3 separate regions of the Mus musculus genome follow, and regions 1 and 2 are each linked to region 3. A link is a contact called in public Hi-C data. All regions are on one chromosome and are shown on one strand. Each heading gives the region's core, a stretch centred on a gene start, on an enhancer-like site or on the middle of the called end of the contact. The rest is flanking DNA. Distances are from core to core; before and after follow the strand shown. Region 1 overlaps Spock1 (sparc/osteonectin, cwcv and kazal-like domains proteoglycan 1). Region 2 overlaps Trpc7 (transient receptor potential cation channel, subfamily C, member 7). Region 3 holds the start of 1700072F12Rik (a long non-coding RNA gene).

The links. A called contact is a pair of places that touch in the nucleus more often than the background predicts.
Region 1: a Hi-C map of brain shows a contact between it and region 3, with 4 times the contacts expected there. The contact joins the enhancer-like site here to the promoter of 1700072F12Rik in region 3. A contact is called at or near these places in 4 of 484 Hi-C or Micro-C datasets (brain, cortical neurons, myocytes and 1 more) and 1 of 9 other capture datasets (embryonic stem cells).
Region 2: a Hi-C map of Sertoli cells shows a contact between it and region 3, with 5 times the contacts expected there. The contact joins the enhancer-like site here to the promoter of 1700072F12Rik in region 3. A contact is called at or near these places in 1 of 15 datasets of contacts at CTCF or cohesin (embryonic stem cells), 18 of 484 Hi-C or Micro-C datasets (B cells, DN2 thymocytes, LSK cells and 10 more), 12 of 115 datasets of contacts at active chromatin or transcription factors (bone marrow-derived dendritic cells, cardiomyocytes, craniofacial prominence and 8 more) and 2 of 9 other capture datasets (adipose tissue and liver).

Annotation. Positions count from the first base shown.
Region 1 is chr13:57,635,664-57,639,386 of GRCm38.p6, reverse strand. The region is part of intron 4 of Spock1 (sparc/osteonectin, cwcv and kazal-like domains proteoglycan 1); the gene reads left to right. Among named protein-coding and RNA genes, the nearest start is that of Gm33240, 190 kb to the right of the region's middle. Within about 2 kb of position 1,821, at least 25 of the 459 cell types and tissues checked have an H3K27ac peak or open chromatin away from gene starts, as enhancers often do. A contact at or near this core is called in brain and cortical neurons, where this site is marked.
Region 2 is chr13:56,803,715-56,807,326 of GRCm38.p6, reverse strand. Trpc7 (transient receptor potential cation channel, subfamily C, member 7) reads left to right here. Exons shown (of 12, transcript NM_012035.3): 7 at 2,550-2,814. Among named protein-coding and RNA genes, the nearest start is that of Gm52066, 40 kb to the right of the region's middle. Within about 2 kb of position 1,281, at least 37 of the 459 cell types and tissues checked have an H3K27ac peak or open chromatin away from gene starts, as enhancers often do. A contact at or near this core is called in Sertoli cells and forebrain, where this site is marked.
Region 3 is chr13:57,280,509-57,284,030 of GRCm38.p6, reverse strand. 1700072F12Rik (a long non-coding RNA gene) reads right to left here and starts at 1,668. Exons shown (of 2, transcript XR_873502.1): 1 at 1,624-1,668; 2 at 765-1,401.

The sequences.
Region 1 (3,723 bases), core at 572-3,071, 360 kb before region 3:
GCTCCAAGTATCCACCTCCCTAGCACAAGGACTATAGACACTCACTGAAGCACCGGGCATTAAAATCTGCAAGTGCCAGGAATTAAACTCAGGTTTAATTACATTCTTGTGTGACAAGTACTTTACTGACCAAGCCATCTTCTAAGTCCCAGAGGACTTAACTGATGTGTCCCATGAACTACAGGTAAGGCATTGCTACTTCTATTTCATGGAGGAATTAAAAAACCCTACGAGACCTGAGCTGGTTAAGTAACCAGGGTTTCTAACACGTGCATAGCATGGGATTTAAGTCCAAATCTTCCAGAATCTGGGCCAGACTTTCTTTTCCTCAAGCCTTGTCTAAATCTTGCCAGCTTCTGGGCTTCAGAGAGTTGTGATTTTCCTTCCCTCTGCAAGTGGCAGACATCCCCAGTCTGCATCATTTCAGAGAGATTTTTGGAGAGCATCCCTGCAGCCAGCCTGATGAATTGATGGAAGAGTGGCTGCTGCGCAGTCGCTTTTTGACATGAGCAGCTTCTGGTTGGCATGAATGGAGTCGGAAAGACATTACAAATCATAATGTTGTTGGCCAGGTAGAGTGAATAACATCTGCAGTCTGGGACAGGCTGGGGCAGGCTGGGATGCTGTCAACTCATTTACACAGTATCCTGTGCTAAATTCTCAGGGATTAGAGGGGGAGGGGGTTTCTCATTTAACTGAAGCATGCAGGTAAACATGGTAATGCTCTCCTAAGGGGAGAAAGGAGTGTAAATTGTGATAATGATAAGAAAGCCAACATGGTAAACATCAGTAATTAGCTGTGGCTTCCCAAGACTTCCCTGGCTGATGGCAGCAGGATGTTGGGCCAGGATAATGTCCCATGTCAGTTCCTCAGAGTAAGTGTCATGCCTTTGGCCTGGCCTCCTCATCTTTGGGAAATGTTCTCCTCCAATCCAGGTGGTGAGACTACAGCTCTCTCCCCTGCCATCCGTGCATACCACCCTCCTTGGAGAAGCGGACCTATCTCTTCCAGGAGTGTGGGGTGGCTCCATGACCGCCAAAGGCTGTACCTTAGACGTGACGAAGGTTGGTCTACCATGCCCGTGGTGTCTGTTGTCCCATCCGAGACTTTAAAAGCCGTCTTCAGTTAGTTATTTGTTCAACCAAGGTGATCGTTAGCCTAAATGAAGTTGCTCGGAGAGTGGTGCACTCATTAGGCAGAGAGTGGCTGGAAGGAGCTCAACTCTCATCATTTCTTAGAATAACTCGAACCTTGGCTAGAGGGTTGACTTTCACCTTTGTGCAACAGCAATCAACATTTAATGAGTTGAAGCACTTTGATTTGTGATTAGAGCACATCAAGGCTGTGAATATGCATGGCGTTCTTAAAGCCCCACATCGGATCTGCCTCAGCTTTGAGGAAGCCGCCTGTCCGGCGCGCGCGTCTAGAGGCTCACAATGAATATGGATACAGCCGATTATTTATAGAACCACTTCTATTCCCATCCTTGGTCTTTACAAAGTTATTTTTGAATTTACTGTGACCTGATTTTTAATTCCGGGGAAGAATGCTTGCCACCCGCCCTGCTCCCTCTTAGAGTCTGAGTTCCGTCCGGGAAGGAGCCCTCTTCAGCTAGCAAACATCTTAATCACTCCCTCACTGCCTGATGGAAATGACTTTTGAACTCCATTGAAGCCTCTGAGCATTGTCCCGTCCCCCCTTGCTCACCAGTTCTCCTGGCAGGATTTATGCATCAAGCACCAAGAAATTGATAGAGGCTGTGCATCGGTGTGTCTGTATTGCTGCGTACGCCTGCCTAGAATACAGAACGTCCCCTCTCAGACAGGGTTGAACGTCAGCTCGTGCCGGCGTTAATCTGGCTTCTCTCGCTCATCACATTGCACAGAGCCTTTTGGGATTCTCTTTATTTTCCACAATTAGAGCATTTTTAAAAATCAAATTTGTGTCACCTATAGACTCGGGAGTGACAAGTGTTCTGGCTCAGGTGACGAGAGCCTTGAGCAGCCACATATGCCTTCCCCTCCTGCTCTCTTATTTCTCTCCGGATTTCACCTTCTCTCACCAGCTGGTGTTAGAAATCAGGAGGGTTTGTGCCGTGCCCAGAGTCTTGGTTGTCAAGAGAGGCTGAGTCATAAGACCAGGATCAGTATGGCTCAAGAATGATAGCATCCTTGGGCTTACAGCCCATGCTCTGCCCAGGAGGTCAGTAGTGGATTGTTCTTCAGCACCCCAGCTTGTCCCTGTGTAGCGGTGAGTTAAGGGCTGGAGTATCTGTCCACACCATCTCCTCCATGACACTGATGAATGTGCATCCTGCTGTGATAGACTTTCAATGTGAATTTTAGTCCCAGGCTTCTTTCTTGTCATGGCTGTCTCTGTGGAAAGGAGCTGGCTGGGTTTTCAGGGAGGTCCTTCCGTTCTATCAGAGAGTGATGTTGTTCACACGGCCAGGAAGAGACAACAGGCCCTGTCTGGTACAGCTTACCCAAACCAGGACTAAGATACCTCTCTGTAGGTGCAGATAATCATTTGGCTTCCCTTTCCATTTTTCTAGAGATTTCCATCTCCTTGCTTGCCACATGAGCTGTGCCTGTGAAACATTTCCAAGAGTTAACATAGGATTTGGCACCGGGGACTGGATTATATCCCAAATGTGGCATCTCTGGGACTTAGTTAATAAGGTTATGTTTATATTACCAGGAAGAATATTAAAATCCTCCCCCCACCCCACCCCAACAGCTCGGAATGTTACAATAGCGTTGGTCCCGAGGCCTAACAGGAATGAAGCACGTTATTAATTTCGAAACATCTAGGTAGACTGGTCCTTCCTCCCCTTTAGGATTTAATGATGAGAATGGGCATTTGTGAAATTGACTGAGTACTCTTTGGGGAATGCTTATTAAAACCCTAACATCATCTCAGAGTTCTGTAACACTTTCATTATCAGCTGTAATCTCATTAGGACTGTTTTGTTTTGTAATCTCCACTCCATCCAGGGGGCCCCCAGGCATGCACCATGCTTCCTCGCTGGCACGGCCCTGGTGCTGCTTTTGTTCTGATGAAATAATTCTTTCCCTTTTCTGTCAATCAGACCCTAGCTCCTGCCACTCAGTGTTGGCCATTGTTTTGCTGGTGGCTTTCTCCCTTCCTGAGCCAACTCCATTGGACAGCTGCTTTGATATTTATCTTGTTTTCTCTCTCCCCGCAAAACTACACCCTAAAAACACCAGTGGGCCATTTTGCATTGTGAAACAGAGGTCAGCTTGCAAAGCGCATCCAGATATCCCCATCCCGGTGCGTCAGTTCACAGAGCTGTGTACAGAGACCATTTCTAGGTACATAGTCAAAGTTTGGGGAGGCTTCTAACCACGCTAAGCCTCCACTTCCTCATTTCCAGAGACACGGCTTATCCATCCATCCACCTGCTCTATACTTAGTGACTAGAATTAGGTGCAAGGTCCAGGTCTTGCTACAAAAGGAACAAGTATTTATTCTGAGCCAACTGTGAACCACCATGTTGTGCACTTGGGTTTGGGCTGTCCTGAATGGCCTGCTTCACTATGGCAGTGATCACATGGGCTTTTATTGGCCATAGAACAAATAGGAATCCATACATCAGTGCATTTATTAAAGTCATTGCTAGAGACATGGGGGGGCTATTGAAGAAAAACAGCAACTTCTGCTGTGGGTTTCATGTGCTGTCTGATGTTGTTCTGTCTGAC
Region 2 (3,612 bases), core at 32-2,531, 480 kb after region 3:
TACGGCCATGACCTTTAGCGAACTGTCCACGTAACGCAAATGTGGTAAAAGATGAGCAAGCTCCTGTCACAACCACTGCTTCCTGCCCCTTGCTCCCAACATTTGCTGGCTAACAAATGCAGGGTTTTCTTGAATCATGTATGTTTTCCGGTCTATGCTGCTTTGGCGTCTCGTGGAAAGATGGGCGCACTCTCCTTAATGTCACGATGCAGGCTGCAGCATTGTTCTATGTTGACTTCTATTCCCCTGTGAGTTGTATTCGGTCCCAGCTCAGCCCACAGCACAATACTGTCCTTGCCTTTTCCGGTTCACCTTGGGCGCTTGGAAATGTTCCGGAGCTCTTGCTGCGCGCATGAGCTCCAGCTATGGGGGCCGAGCGCCCTCTTGTGGCGAGCCTTGCCGGCGAGCCGTGCAACCAGTTCAGTATCAAAAACGTAGGCTGGAAGAGAGGTGGGTTCAGGTTGTGTGAAAAGACTTCTTTTCTGATGGAAACAGCTCCAAGATGAACATCCCTTTGTGTGAATCACGCAGTGCCGTTTGTTTTATGCCCACCCAGCTGTGACAAGCTGGTTCAGGCAGAGTCATCTGCACCGGAAGTCCAACCTCGGCCTCCAGGAACATAGTTCCAGAAACTACAGCTACCTCGGAGCAGCTTTTTCTGTTACAGCTGAGATGGAAGGTGGAGAATTGTAGGTGACATTAAGACAGGAACTCATTTTAGTGCCTGTTTAATAGAAACATTTCATGATTTCATGTGAAATGTATGTGTTATTTATCCATAGAGAGCAGCAGGTATTTTAGAAAATACATACTTTGTCTTTCATGGGTTTCTGAATTCTGACTTTGGTAAGAACTTAAAATCTGTGTTATTGCATTCCAAATGTAATTTGGAATGCGCTACATTAAACTGTCGGCACAGCTTCCCTTACTAAAGGTTTCTCTCTATTATAATTAATTTAACAGAGAGCCTAGCTTTGAAAATAAAGAATAAAGTTCCTTCCCCCCTCCATCTCCCGTGGGGTGCCAAGAATCGCCTTGTAATAGGCTCTCTATTTGCACTTACTGGCTCAGAAAAGGGCCCCATACCCCCAAATCCAATCTTTAAAATGGCAACAGTAATGCCTGCTCTACGGGGCTGTTGTGAAAATCACAGCTAATTTAGTGTGCGGGCTAATTTAAGTTTCTCAATGTTTTTCATTTAAGCTTCGTTCAGCAGTTCTCAACGGGGATGCTGCTGGCTTTGTCAGCAGGGCAGTTTGTACCGCGTGGTGCAGTCTGGGGCGATAGAGGATGTTCAGCATCTGGGGAGTACTCTTGCCCAGACACTGAGAAGCAGGCACCAGCACTGTCCAGGAGGGAGGTAACGGCCCTCGCCTGAGACGTACTGTTTGTCCTGACACCTAGGAGCCAGGCTGAGTGCTGTTCCTTAGACAGTAGGCCTGTGGTAAGGCCCAGTAGAGGCTCACTCAGCTATAGCGATTCTTGTAAGGCAGCTCGGGCCACAGGACTCACCAGTAAACACCAACATTGTCCCTCCAATAGTGCTGTGGCAAGGCTGTGTGGCTGGTCACCCCCTTTGAGACCCTCACTCAGTCAGTGAGAAAGGCTGCCAGCATATACTTTTGGGGTGAAGGGAGGGACAGAGCAAGATTATGTTCACAGGCAGACCCTTCAGATTCCTGGTCCCCGGAAACTGATTTGTTCTGGCTTGTGGCTATCTGAACATGTGGTTCGAAGTCTGTTCAGCCACTTCACAGGCATTTATCCGTGCCTGCTCTGCACAGACCCTGCCCCAAGCTCTTGGCATGTGTGGCTTAACAGTCAAAGTCATTCAAGGCTAGTGAGATTGTCTGCCGTGATCACACACAGGGACAGTGTGGCTCAGAAAACCCAGTTGACTGAGTCCAGCCCATGCTGGTCTCTACTGCCTCCTCATGCTTCCCCAGTGTGGGGCTCAGCTCCTGTGCATGGAGGAGGGGAATGTGATGGTTAGCCCTGCAGCCTTTGTCAGAATGGATATACACGGGACACCACAGGAGCTCACGGGAGACCAGGAACCCCACCCAGACTGCTGGAGTTAAGGGCAGCTTCTGGAAAGAGATCACTCCTAAACTGAATCATGAAGGATGGCTGGGAATGAGTCAGATCTGAAGTTAAGTTCTGAGCAGGAGAGACAGTTCATTCCAAAAGAATGGCATCTCGTGTGCTAGGATTACCCAAAGGCAGAGAGGACAACCGAGAATGCTACCTGTGCCTAACGGGCAGAGAGATTGCTCAGCAGTACAGAACGCTTGCTGCTCTGCAAAAGGACCAAGTTCCAGCACCCCTTCAGATGGCTCACAACCACTTGTAACTCCTGCTTGAAGGGCTCTGAAGCCCCTCTACCCTTCTTGGGTCACTGCACCCATGCAGACATAAAATAATAAAATCAAGTCTTTAAAGATGCCTACCAGAGCAGGTTCCCCCCCACACACACACACACACAAGTAACACACACACACACACACACACACACACACACACAAGTAACACAGATTCTTTCCTTTCAGCCAGGGATAAGTGGTGGCCTTCAGACCCCCAGATCATCTCGGAAGGGCTGTACGCCATTGCGGTTGTCCTCAGCTTCTCCCGGATCGCCTACATCCTGCCAGCCAATGAGAGCTTCGGACCTTTGCAGATCTCCCTGGGAAGAACTGTGAAAGACATCTTCAAGTTCATGGTCATTTTTATCATGGTATTTGTGGCCTTTATGATCGGAATGTTCAACCTGTACTCCTACTACCGAGGTGCAAAGTACAACCCAGCGTTTACCACGTGAGTACCCGCTGCACGCTGCTCCCTCCCAGATGCCATCTCTGGGCATCTGGGGAGTCCCTGTGGACCTCCTTCAGGCAGTTCATTGCAGAACTCAGGCCTCCTTGAGGTTGGTGTGAGTTTTGCTCTCATTGTTTTAAGGTTTAGGTTCTGACATTAGAAGAACAAAGGACTTAAATCCCCCACTTTGCCACTATGTAGCTAAGGCTAGCCTGCAAAGGATGATGCAGATGAGGTTAGCCTTGAACTCAGAGATCTACCTGCCTCTGCCTCCTGAGTACTGACATTAAAAAAACATAAGCCACCCATACCCAGCCCTTTCTGCAGTTTTGAAATGGGGATGGATCCGTTGCTTTTCTGTTACTGTGATAAGCTACCAGGAACAAGAACAAATTAAGGCAGAAACAGTGGGTTTATTTGGGTTTACAGTTTCAAGTTGGAGGGGCGGCCATAATGGCAGGAGAAACGTGGTTTCAGGCAGATGGATCAGTAAACTAAGACATCACATCTTCAACCACGAACAGGAAGTGGAAAAAGAGAAAACTAGAAGGAGGGTGGGGCTGTGGACTCTCAAAGCCCACCCCCAGTGATATACTTCCTTCAGCAGGTAGCTTCCTTCCTACAGCACTGCCTCACACAATGCCACCAACTGTGACCAGCTAAGCCTTTGAAGGGACATTTTTCATTCAAACCATCACAAGGAGTAACAATGACATCATGACAATAGTGCGAGATGGGGTGACCCAGAAAGTACACAATAAAAGGTGGGCGGCCATTATGATTATTACAGCAATACAT
Region 3 (3,522 bases), core at 419-2,918:
GTAGCTCAGCCAGCACAGAAAGGCTGAAAGGTTCCTGTTCTCTTTCGCTTCCCGGGGTCAAAGAAAAAATGTCAACTGTTAACAGAATAGGAAAGGCAGAGGGGGAAGAAAGGTATGAAATGGAAGGTTGAATTTGATCACTGCATACTAGTTACACACATGTAAATATCACACCAAATCTCATTAATGTGTACAATTCAACATGTTAATTGATTTTTAAAAAGAAACAAGATTTCTAAGACTCTGGACACAAAGTCTCACACCAGTGTACTCTGTGAGTCCACACTCCCATGCCAGAAAAAGAGGAGGGTGGAGGATGATCACAGGGAGGAGGGTGGCAGGGAGGACCATCATAGGGAGGAGGGTGACAGGGAGAATTATCATAGGGAAAAGAGAGGCAGGAAGGACTGTCACAGGGAGGAGGGTGGCAGGGAGTACCATCACAGGGAGGAAGGTGGCAGGGAGGATCATCATAGGGAGGAGGGTGGCAGGGAGGACAGTCCCAGGAAGCTAAGAGGGTGAAGAGATTCTGAGGAGCTGTGGGCAGATGTGTGTTATTTACTTCTGTCAAAGACTGCTAGGCAGGCACTCAAGCATAATCTTATACACAATCAAGCACACACACACACACACACACACACACACACACACACAGAGAGAGAGAGAGACAAAGAGAGAGAGAGAGAGAGAGAGAGAGAGAGAGAGAGATGGGCACACAGGATGCACAGAGGTGGGCACACTGACCTAGAGCCACACACCCACTCTGCCCTCAAGGCCATGTTTATACAGAATGACACGAATGTGTCTGAAAAAAAATTAGATAGCATTTGAAATCACTCTGTACTTTGGGCTTCCCCAGACATTAGGTATCAGCTAACTTGTGCTGACTCTTGGCCCCAAATTGTCCACTGCTAGTCACAATTTAGCTGATTTGTCCCACCTATCCATATCAGTGCCATGTTGTCTAACTATAGCCTGGGCCTTGTGTTCTTCTGTTTTCCACACTACCCGTCTCCGGATTTTCAAGCCTTTAGCTTTAGACTGGCTGGCGTCTGTGGTTCCTTCCGGGCTCTGCTTCTTTGAAGAATTCTGGTAGATCACACATGGAGATTTAGGGAGGGTGTGAGTGAGAAGCGACCTGTTAATTGGCTTTTGAAGAATGACTAAGACCATGCTAGCTCCGAGGGTGGGAAAGTTAGCTCGGAGAAACGGTGAAGAACGGGTATAGCAGAGAGCTCCGTGGGGCCTGGAGAGCAGAATAGAGCAGCAGAGCGCAGAGAGCTCAGAGTCCACCTTGCAGGGAGGGCACCTTGTCCAGTCTGCGCTGCCGTGGCAGCTTGAGAAGCTGGGAAGTTCTTGGTGTCAGTAGACTCACTCCCTGGTTCCACACAGCATCTTCTGCTGCAAACCCCCGGGCGGGGGGAGGGGGGGATGTAACACTGTATCACACAGAAGACTGGGGACGGAGGGATTTTTCTCTCCCAGTCCCTTTGTATAACAGTATCAATCTACGCACAAGGGCAGGGCCGGCCTGTGTGAACTGAATACCTCCCACCAGGCCCCAGCTCTTAAAGTTCATGCCTGAGACTTGTCCAGCGCACAGATTTTGGAGGGGCCACTCACACGGCAGCAGAAGATGAGCGCTCCTGGGCCATAGCAGCAGCGCGGGTGTCAGGAAGCAGGGCGTGGCGCCTGTCAGGTAGCACCAGGAGAGGCTCGACTGTGAGGTCAGCATTGGACCAAAACACAAGGAAGGCCTTTGTTCTCCCACACGGAGCCACGAGTGCGTCTCGGGAAAGGGATGAGATGGGTTTAGTCCCATTCATTCATCCCGGATGCAGTAGCAGTAGAGGCTGAGGTGAGCATGGGAATTGAAGTGGTGCAGAGAACATCATTAAGGAAGCTATGGCCGTGGACCAGGCAGGGAGGGGCAACTTTAGAGAGCATAAGCAAGCCTTCTGCCTGAGCTAATGTGACCATACATCAACAGTTCCCACAGAACAAAGTGTACAAACGTGCAGAGCTTCTTCGTGACCTTTATCGACTCCTGGCTCTATTAAACTCTGAAAGGAAAATGTGAATTTGGCCTTATATCCATGGGAGTGAGTGTGACGTTAACATACCCACCTAAAACAATTCAATGTCTTTTTAAATCATGGCCCCACATTCATTTTAAAACACAATTGTTCACTTGTGTGGATAAATCATGCAGAAAGAAACCCAATGAGTCTCATTGGAAAAGCGCTCTGTACATGGGCTACTAGTTTAATATTCCTTCAGCGGACAGCCCCTGCCCCTAAGAGGAACCATCTCAAAACCTGACTGTGCCTGATTGTTTCTGAAGTAGAGTAAGGCCCACAGTGCCCCCTGCTGGCAACTTGGAGATATAGCTTCATTGAGAGCTTTTTTTGTTGTTAGTTTTTGACTAAATGAAATGGTTGTTAATGTTAGTTTTCTCTATATGGAGATTGAAATAAATGAATCGCTTGGGAGCAATGGTTGCTGTTGAAATGGGGGATCAAGAAGGAAGCTACTTTTGGTTGGACAACGTAAAGGAGACAGGTGAAGTATTAAGCAAAAGAAATGCAAAGGCTAAACTTGGTATCTAAAATTAGGTTGTGTCAACACAACATACACACACGAACACACAGGCACATACACTCACACACACACACATGCGCGCGCATGTGCACGCACACGACCCCAAAAACATCACATGCCTGTGCTCACCCAGGAGGCCTTTATAAGCACTGGATGTAACAACACAGCTGGAACATGTGCTGTTGGCAGAGGCTCGAGTTTCCTCATGTAAATGCTAAAATTCTCTTATGGGAGTGTATGTGGCATACATTGTACAGAGAGGATTGCTAGAAAATATCAAGAATTGTAAACAAGGTTACAGACCTTTGACCTAACATTCATCCTTTCAGAATCTATCCTAAGAGGTAGAGAACCAAAGTGTGTAAGTGGTGTGTATATAAAAGATTCTCAGGCTAAGTGGATGACTCAGTGACTAAGAGGGCTTGCAGAACAAACACAAGGACCTGAGTTCAAATCTTTCCTAAATAAAAACGAGGCATGGCTTCATGTGCCTGGTACCCCAGCACTGGGAAAACACTTAGGAGGATGACGGGAGTTTGCTGGCCAGCACACAGAGTCAAACCTCAGACTATAGGTTCTTTGGCGAGAAATCCTGTCTCAAAAGAACAAAGTGAAAAGTGACTGAAGGGATGCCAATGTCCTCTGCTGGCTTCCTTGTGCATGCCCGAGAGTGTGCACATGTATACACACATGCATACACCATACCTACAATGCAAAGGCACTCAGTAGCAAGAATGGAAGCTGTAAGTGATCCCAGTTGACCATCCCAACATAGAGAAAACACCTAAATTAAGTTGTTGCATCTATAATGGTGCTACTTAAAGACAAAGTTTCTAGAGGGTTCCAATTAGGTCAAAACATGTAGGATGTTAAAAGAAAAGGTCAGCCGGGTGTGGTGGTCCACGCCTTTAATCCCAGCAC